Regions from separate parts of the Gossypium hirsutum genome. Here region 1 is linked to region 2. Evidence: chromatin contacts called from public Hi-C data. All regions are on one chromosome and are shown on one strand. The core of a region is the stretch at or near the end of the contact, and the rest is flanking DNA. Distances in the headings are between cores, read along the strand shown. Region 1 holds the start of LOC107886635 (50S ribosomal protein L15, chloroplastic). Region 2 holds the start of LOC107886637.

What was found. A called contact is a pair of places that touch in the nucleus more often than the background predicts.
Region 1: a contact with region 2 is called in a Hi-C map of leaf, with 3 times the contacts expected there. The contact joins the promoter of LOC107886635 here to the promoter of LOC107886637 in region 2. A contact is called at or near these places in 6 of 34 Hi-C or Micro-C datasets (all in leaf).

What each region holds. Positions count from the first base shown.
Region 1 is chrA03:102,779,948-102,783,504 of Gossypium_hirsutum_v2.1, forward strand. It overlaps LOC107886635 (50S ribosomal protein L15, chloroplastic), which reads right to left and starts at 2,081. Exons shown (of 4, transcript XM_016810665.2): 1 at 1,868-2,081; 2 at 1,424-1,784. The coding sequence starts at 1,939.
Region 2 is chrA03:102,345,653-102,349,700 of Gossypium_hirsutum_v2.1, forward strand. LOC107886637 reads right to left here and starts at 1,980. Exons shown (of 3, transcript XM_016810668.2): 1 at 1,666-1,980; 2 at 82-287. The coding sequence starts at 1,767.

The sequences.
Region 1 (3,557 bases), core at 831-3,330, 430 kb after region 2:
CACTCTTAAGGGGACAACAAGAGGGCCAACTGAAAATTATTCTGGATAGCAAGCTACAAAAGTCGGTGGAAAAAGATCCCAAGGTACTTGGACAACCTTACTTGCTTAGTAGTGACTATCTAGAAATAAGCACTTCACCTCAGCTACGGCCACTATTGGATTCTTTTGCTGATGTCTTTGAAAAGCCAAAAGGCTTATCCCCTCCAAGGGCACAAGAGCACAGTATTCCACTCAAACTGATCAATCTGCCAATCATCACATGATCTCACCACCAATGGTAACTATTAAACTACTTCCCACATATGAAATAGAAGCATATTGTTTGCTTGGAATTCGTCATTGTTTCAAAGTGACAGACTTTTTCTCTCTCAACTCTTTTATTTTTATTGCTTACTAACTTGATTTTCAAAACCAAGTATTTTGCAAATACTCTTGCTTTTCTAAAAAACATACTAATTCGTTTTAGAACAAATTCCATCCTCCTCTTGTTTGATCAATATACTTGACCTAACTCATTTAAACAAATAGATGATGAAAACCTTTTATATCTAGGAAAACGAAGGGGTACACTGTGAGTCACTATTTACTTCAAAATGAATGTAGTCAATATAAGCGGTTCTATGCAAACTTGGGTAGGAATAACCCTAAAGCAATATTTCACAGTGAAACTGTTAACCATAATAAAAGGCTTCATTTTTGTCTTAAATAATTAGTTCCATTTAGCATATTAAGTTCTCTTATGTTCTTCAAATTCTCAAATGAGGCAATAATGGTAATCATTATCTTGCCCTTTTTACTAGATTCATTCAATTTGATCTCAAAATATATTACAAGAAGGTTAGGCTTTTGTAACACAAATGCAAATGTGAACAAAGCTTTTGGGGCCTTAAGACTAGCCATAGGATAAGCAAGAGCTCCATAGTAACGGATACTACAACTAAGCTTCAAAATAAATTCACAAAAGAAGAAAAAAGAAAATCCTAACAATATGAGTAAGGAAAATCCTTCAAACTCCTCTAAAGCATTATCAGCATCAGAATCTCTACCTTGTAAAACCATCCTCAGATTTTCTCCTTCAACACAATGGATAATTTTGGTAGCTTGGGAGGGGCACTACTAAGGGTAAACGAAGTTTTATTAAAATACTAGAGGTGTTGATAAATTTCAGTAAAAACTGGTTTAGCATTTCAGCTTTTTAGTTACATTGGAAATATCTTCCATAAATATTTGACATGTGCACATTTATATATTTATATTTTCTCCCTAAGACAAGCTTTTTATGCTCCCTACCATAAATGGGAAGAAGAAAATGATTTTACTTATAAACACCCCAGCACCAGCTCCATTATCCCAGGAATTCTAACCCAGAAACCACAATTCCATAATAAAGCATTTGAAGTAAAAATAAATAAATAAAGATTACCTCCGGCAATTCCTCTCAATTTGGGGATACGCCTATAGAGTGGCATTTGGCCACCCTCAAATCCCTTTCTAACACCTGGGCCAGAACGTGATTTTTGACCCCTCATTCCAAACCCACAGCTCCCACCTTGTCCAGCCGATATTCCTCTCCCCTTTCTCTTCCCTTTCTTTCTTGACCCAGGCTGAGGTCCCAGGTTGTCCAACCGAAACCTCATATTAGAAGCTGTAACCGACACTTGGGTTGTTGCTGCTTGGTTCACAACCACTAAAGACCGTGTCCCCTTTCGTGCCTCTACCCCTTGCTGCTTGGTCCTGATACGAATAATGTGAAAAGGGTTTGGTTTTAAATTCCTCAGATTTCCCTGCAACAAATAGGGGCGGAGGGGGAATTCAAGTAAGCAATCCGAAGTGGAACATAAAATAAAAGAGAGAGGGAAAGAAGAACCTTGAAACTGGAACGAAGAGAGGGTAAAGTTGTGATGGGAGGATTTGGAGAGAGTGAGAGCATGGTTGCCATTGCAGTGAAGATGTTGAAGATGAAATGTAAAAAGCTATGTCATGTATGATTTTAATGCTCAAATGCTTTACACTTTGATGTTTGTGGAAACGGATAAGATGTGTAATCTTTAGAGGAGACGAGGGAATTATTTTAGTTTTTAAGGGCATTTTTGTAAATCTATGTTTTAATTCAAATACCGCCGCCCGTACTGCCTTCATGGGCTGGGTATGATTTGGGTGGACTTGGGCTAAATTTTTCAGCCTGATCCAACTCATTTTATTATTTAAAAATAATTATTCAATGATAAAACAGGATATGTTCCATGAATTCTCTCTTTAAACACGAAAATCATTCCTCAAGTCATGTTCCGAGGTCAACCTAACTTTGGAGCCTAATCTTCACATAAGGGTTAGTGTTAGTGTGTTGGCTGCTATCCTTAAGTCATATGGAATCAGTAGGCAATGGAAATTTATATATATAATTCATTTGATTTGCTATAGTGGGAATCTGAATGGGAATAGTTATATGTGTGTTTATTTGGTGTATTATATATTATAATTTTGTTTGTCTATTTAGTTTATTAAAAATAGTTTATTTTATTATGTTTTTTAAGATTGGTGTTAAAATCTTTCAAGATAATCTACTAATCATTATTTAAGTATGCTCAATTGCATATCCATCTAATTCACTCATCCTCTTAATCAATTTATAAATTCCATTTTTAAAAAAATATATGAAATTAATTTTTAAAAAATTTAATCAAGGCTTGAAGATTAAGCAACCATAGTTGAAGGGTTTCATTCAATTCGCTCTTCAAATCCATCCAATTTGCTTTAGAATTCCAAATCCATTGTGTCTTGTTTCTTCTCCAATTTGTTTCATGTTCTGGAAATTGGCACTCCAAGGTAGCATCAAAATTGACCCCTTCAAGGATTCCAATTTCTTCTTTTTTTTCCATTTACTTTTATATTTTTGCCGACTTCTAATTCTGAAATCCAGGAGAAACCACAAGCTTTAATCAAGGGTAGCCTCTTTGGTTTTAATGATTTGGTTCATTCCTTGGAGTCCCCAATTTCTTCGGCAATCTCTTCGTCGTCCATATGCTCCTCTAGGTATAAGAAAGGTAATTACCTAACTCTAAATGCATGAAATCATCATTTGGATATTATTTAGCTTTCAAAGTTCTAGCTAATAGCGAATCAGGGTAATGCATTAAACATCGTCCCTATTTTGCAAGGAGGGCCAAACTAAATTTAGATAGATTCTTGAATCTCATTCCCCCATCTTCTTTTATATCGCATAGTTTATTCCAATTGCACTAATGAATCTGTAATAGCCCGTTTTTCAGTGGTGTCAAAAATAGTGGTTTCGGAGCCAATAAATTTGACGAATAAGTTCGTAAATATTATTATGAGTCAAATGTGATTTTAAAAAAGTTTTGGATGTGATAATTTATATTATTTAAGCAATTAATTAAGTTCTAGTGGTAAGACCCTAAGGTCAAATGGTTTTAGAAAATGAGGTATTGGAACCTCGTTTCTATAAACCGAGCCGTAAATATTGGAGTGCCATTAAGGTGGTTTTAAAGTTTCGTTGAAAAATTTTAACATTTCGATAGTTAATTAATTAAAAAGGA
Region 2 (4,048 bases), core at 730-3,229:
AATCAGAGAAGAGCTTTGGTTGAAGTTCAAAGAGTGATGGATTTATGAACATGATGTTGCATGTCAACCTGAAATACTTACCATGATGAGACAAAATATATGATAGACCAAGCTCGATCACTACCCGGTGCTAATGGCCTCCCAAAACACATGCACTTTGTAACTCCCATCAACAGCGATTCGCCAGAAAGAAGAAACAAGAAAGCACCTACTCCATAGCCAGTGGCAACATCCGAGTTGTAGACACAATATGTAGAATTTGTTATGTCATCTTTAACAACAGTGCCCTGCAATGCAGTAAAGTAAAGGTTAAAAGGTCATAAATTAAACAATGCACATGAGGCTAACTGATGTTCGGGCTTAAAATATCTCCAGAAGGAGGTTGAAATTTGCCAATAGCGAAGTCATATCCAATCCCTACTGCTTTACAAAATACAATAACTACATACATAGAAATGACCCCAAACCTTAAAACCCTAAACATAGTCCTATCAGCAGCCCAAATTTCTGACCATTTCAAATTAAACAAAAAATTCAGCTACATATCAAGTGCACTAATATTAGAGAGATGTCAGCATGCATATTTCTTTAGTTTCACATTGAAATAATTACGTGCTTCATTAGGTACCTATGCATCACAAGTTTTGGACCTTACAAGAAACTGCACTAGATATTACTGCATTAAATAAGGTTGAAAGAAGCAATGTAAGCCTAATCCACGCTAGGATAAGTGCACGCAAAAGCGCATCTTACTTCATATTGTCAAGTATTTCAACAGATATCTTGCAGACAATGTATTAAGAAGCAGGTGGCTCTTTGCAGGAAATTTAGTATTACCGGCTCAGTACAAGTATGAACAATTAAATAGGTACACTATTCTGTGATTCTTTCTTGTTAAATATGTTTACTATATAGTAAAGCTGGAGATATCTTTTATTGAAATGTCAGAAAAATGATTTTATATTTCCTTCTCTCTGGAGAGTATTGAAGTTAGTGTATAGTGGCTTATAGGATTAAAAACCAATGAAATAAATTACTATTTCAAGACAATGTACCATCAGATGCCTCATTCAGATTATGTGAGAAGTGCCATTGCCATAAAAAGAAAGTTTGAAGAAGCGGACATTGACCGGGGAAGGGGGAATGGGAAATCCAGATGCTCAATGTAGAAGCTTCTCAAATTGGCTGAAATTGGGCTTTTACTATTATAACTTTTCTTTTTTTCCTGATAGATCAGGCACAATGTTCACATTATTTTTGAGGGCCATGTGAGTCATGAAAGGAATGAACTAAAATATCATCAATTGAAAGAACAAATAATGTATTTTGAGAGTAAATTAATGAACTTAAACGTAGATCTTCAACAAAAAATAATTGAAAAAAGAAGAATAATTTAATAACATATTCTACATGTAGAATCATGGAATAAAGAAATAGTTGCAGAGGAGCTGAAACTTAAAACATACCATCCGAACAAAAACCATCAAAATTCACTCTAAAACCCCACAGATCTCTACATATCACACCTCAGAAAGCCTAGTTTCTTTATCAACTCAAACATCAGATACAAAAATAGTAAGCACTAAAACCCCCCCAAAAAAGAAGATTGAAAGGGATGCTTGAGGTATCTAAAGCAAAGCTGAAAAGAGTAAAGAATGGGCTTACAACGCTTCTTCTTCTCTCGGCTGCAATGGCAAACCCAAATGCGACCAGGCTAAGGACTACCACCAGAAGGTGCACTAGGGTTGAGCCCTTTCCTTCTCCCATCTCTGCTTTGAGCTGACGCAGGCACTGACAGGGTATTGATAAGTGAGGCAAAGAGAGCGGCCCTTGTTTAGCTGCTGCTTTCAGTGAAGAAAATGTGGAATTTGAGCAAAGCAATGTAAACAGAGTAGTAGAAAGCAGTGAAAGGCTATATTTTCCTTTTCCAAAAAGTGTCAACTTTAGACCCACGCCTATTCTATTCGTTCGCTGAATCACGCGCCCTTCAATTACCATGTTTACCAAAGTAAAAAACTTTTTACTGCTTCAACTTTAATTTTTAATTTTAGAGATAAATATTAAAATTATGCATTAATTTTAATTTAATATGTAATTATGTACATGAATTTTAATTTGGTATAGTTATGCACGTAAATTTTTAATTGTGATTTAAATTTATACTTAAAATTTTAATTTTAAGTAAATCATATATATTTAAAGAGAAAAATATATCAATTTATTTTCATATTAAATAAGTATAGTTTTTTATGCAATATATAAATATAAAATGATGTTATATCAATAATTGTATTAATAATTTATAAAAATTTGATCAAATCAAAATTTATTATATAAAATTACATAAAATTAAAATTAATATATACAATTATACGTTAAATTATAATTGATATATAATTTTGATATTTATTCTTTAATTTTATTTTAAACTTTTTGTATAAAAAATAAAGAATAAAAAATACTTAAGAATGAGCAAGAGATGATGGTGATAGTTGGGAACTGGAAACTAATTTGCACTTTGTTATCACGCGGGGTATGCAGTCCGAGATTTTGCTTTTCTTGAAGGAAAATCCTTTTAAGGGTACACGGGACATTTCACCATATTTTATTAGATGGCAAAAGGATTGAAAATCAATCATATTTTTCAAAATAAAAAATCAACTAAAACATTATTTGATAGAGTTGGGGGTAGAGGTGATCATGGGCCGGGTCCAGACAAAATTTTAGGCCCGTCTATTAGGTTCGAGTTTGGCCTGGCCCGAAATATGGGCCTAAAAATTTGTCCAAGCTCGGCTAGAAATAAAATTGCTAAGCCCAAGCCCGGCCCGGCCCGACCCATATTAATTTTTTTTACTTATTTCATTAAATAAAAATTTTAAAAATATAATAAATCAAATATATTTAAAAATATAAAAACAAATATTAAAAAAATAAAAATAATACTAAAGCAATTCTTAAAACAATACATAAATTGACAATATAATAAAAAATAGTTATATTAAAAATTTAAAATGATTAAAAATAAAATAAAAATATATATTAATATATAATTCGGGCCGAGCCGAGCCGGGCCTGGGCCAAAAAACTCTTACTTGTGGCTCGGCCCGTTTTCTAAACGGGCTTCGTTTTTTTGCCCAAGCCCATTTTTCAGGCCTATATTTTTACCCAAACCCTCTCATTTTTCGGGCGGGCCTTCGGGCCTAGCCGGGCCGCCCAGCCCATGATCAACTCTAGGGGGGAATTTAGTAATTAGGTAAAATCGTTGGGTTTTTTTTAAAATAAAGAATATAGGTTTTCTTTTAGAATAATTAAGTAAACCAATTTTCCATAGTTAATTATCACAGAAGCGAAAGCTCCCTGTAGAATGTGTTTTATGTTGAGGCAACATCTCATCTTATAGGTTGTGTTTTTGTCCAATAAGATGCTACGTTTTTATTGTCAAAATATTAACCGTTTAATTTTAAATAATTTCAAATTTGAGTTATTATTTGTAAAAATTGAGATAAATATAATGATTTATACTTTTAGTTATCCTAGGAATCCCAAAAACACTTTTTTTTTTCAATAAAACGCTTCTAATTAAATTTGTGAAGTCATCTCCTATCTTTTTCAACATTTTCAAATATGTTTCATATCCTACTGTAGAGGTTTCCTACAATATAGAGATGATATGTAGTGACTTTTCAAAGCTTTGGCCTTTGTAGAGAAATATTGCATGCTAATCAGAAGAGTGTTGAAGTTAACAATATTAAGTTCATTTTCTCAAACAAAGTTCATGATTGCTATAGCATAATTTGGACACTTGCCCCAATAAACTAATTTGTTTAAAGTACGTATATAATTACTTATTTTTGTTACTCTATTTATGATATTTTGTTCAAAATTTTGGTATTACAATTTTATGTGTTAATAATTTTATGCCATAACAATATATCAGAATAATAGAGTAATAAATTTTTATTTGTTATGAATATCTTATTAAGTGGATATCCATTATGATCAAGATAAAGTTTTAATGTACTTTAAATTCTAATAGTTATTAGAATTA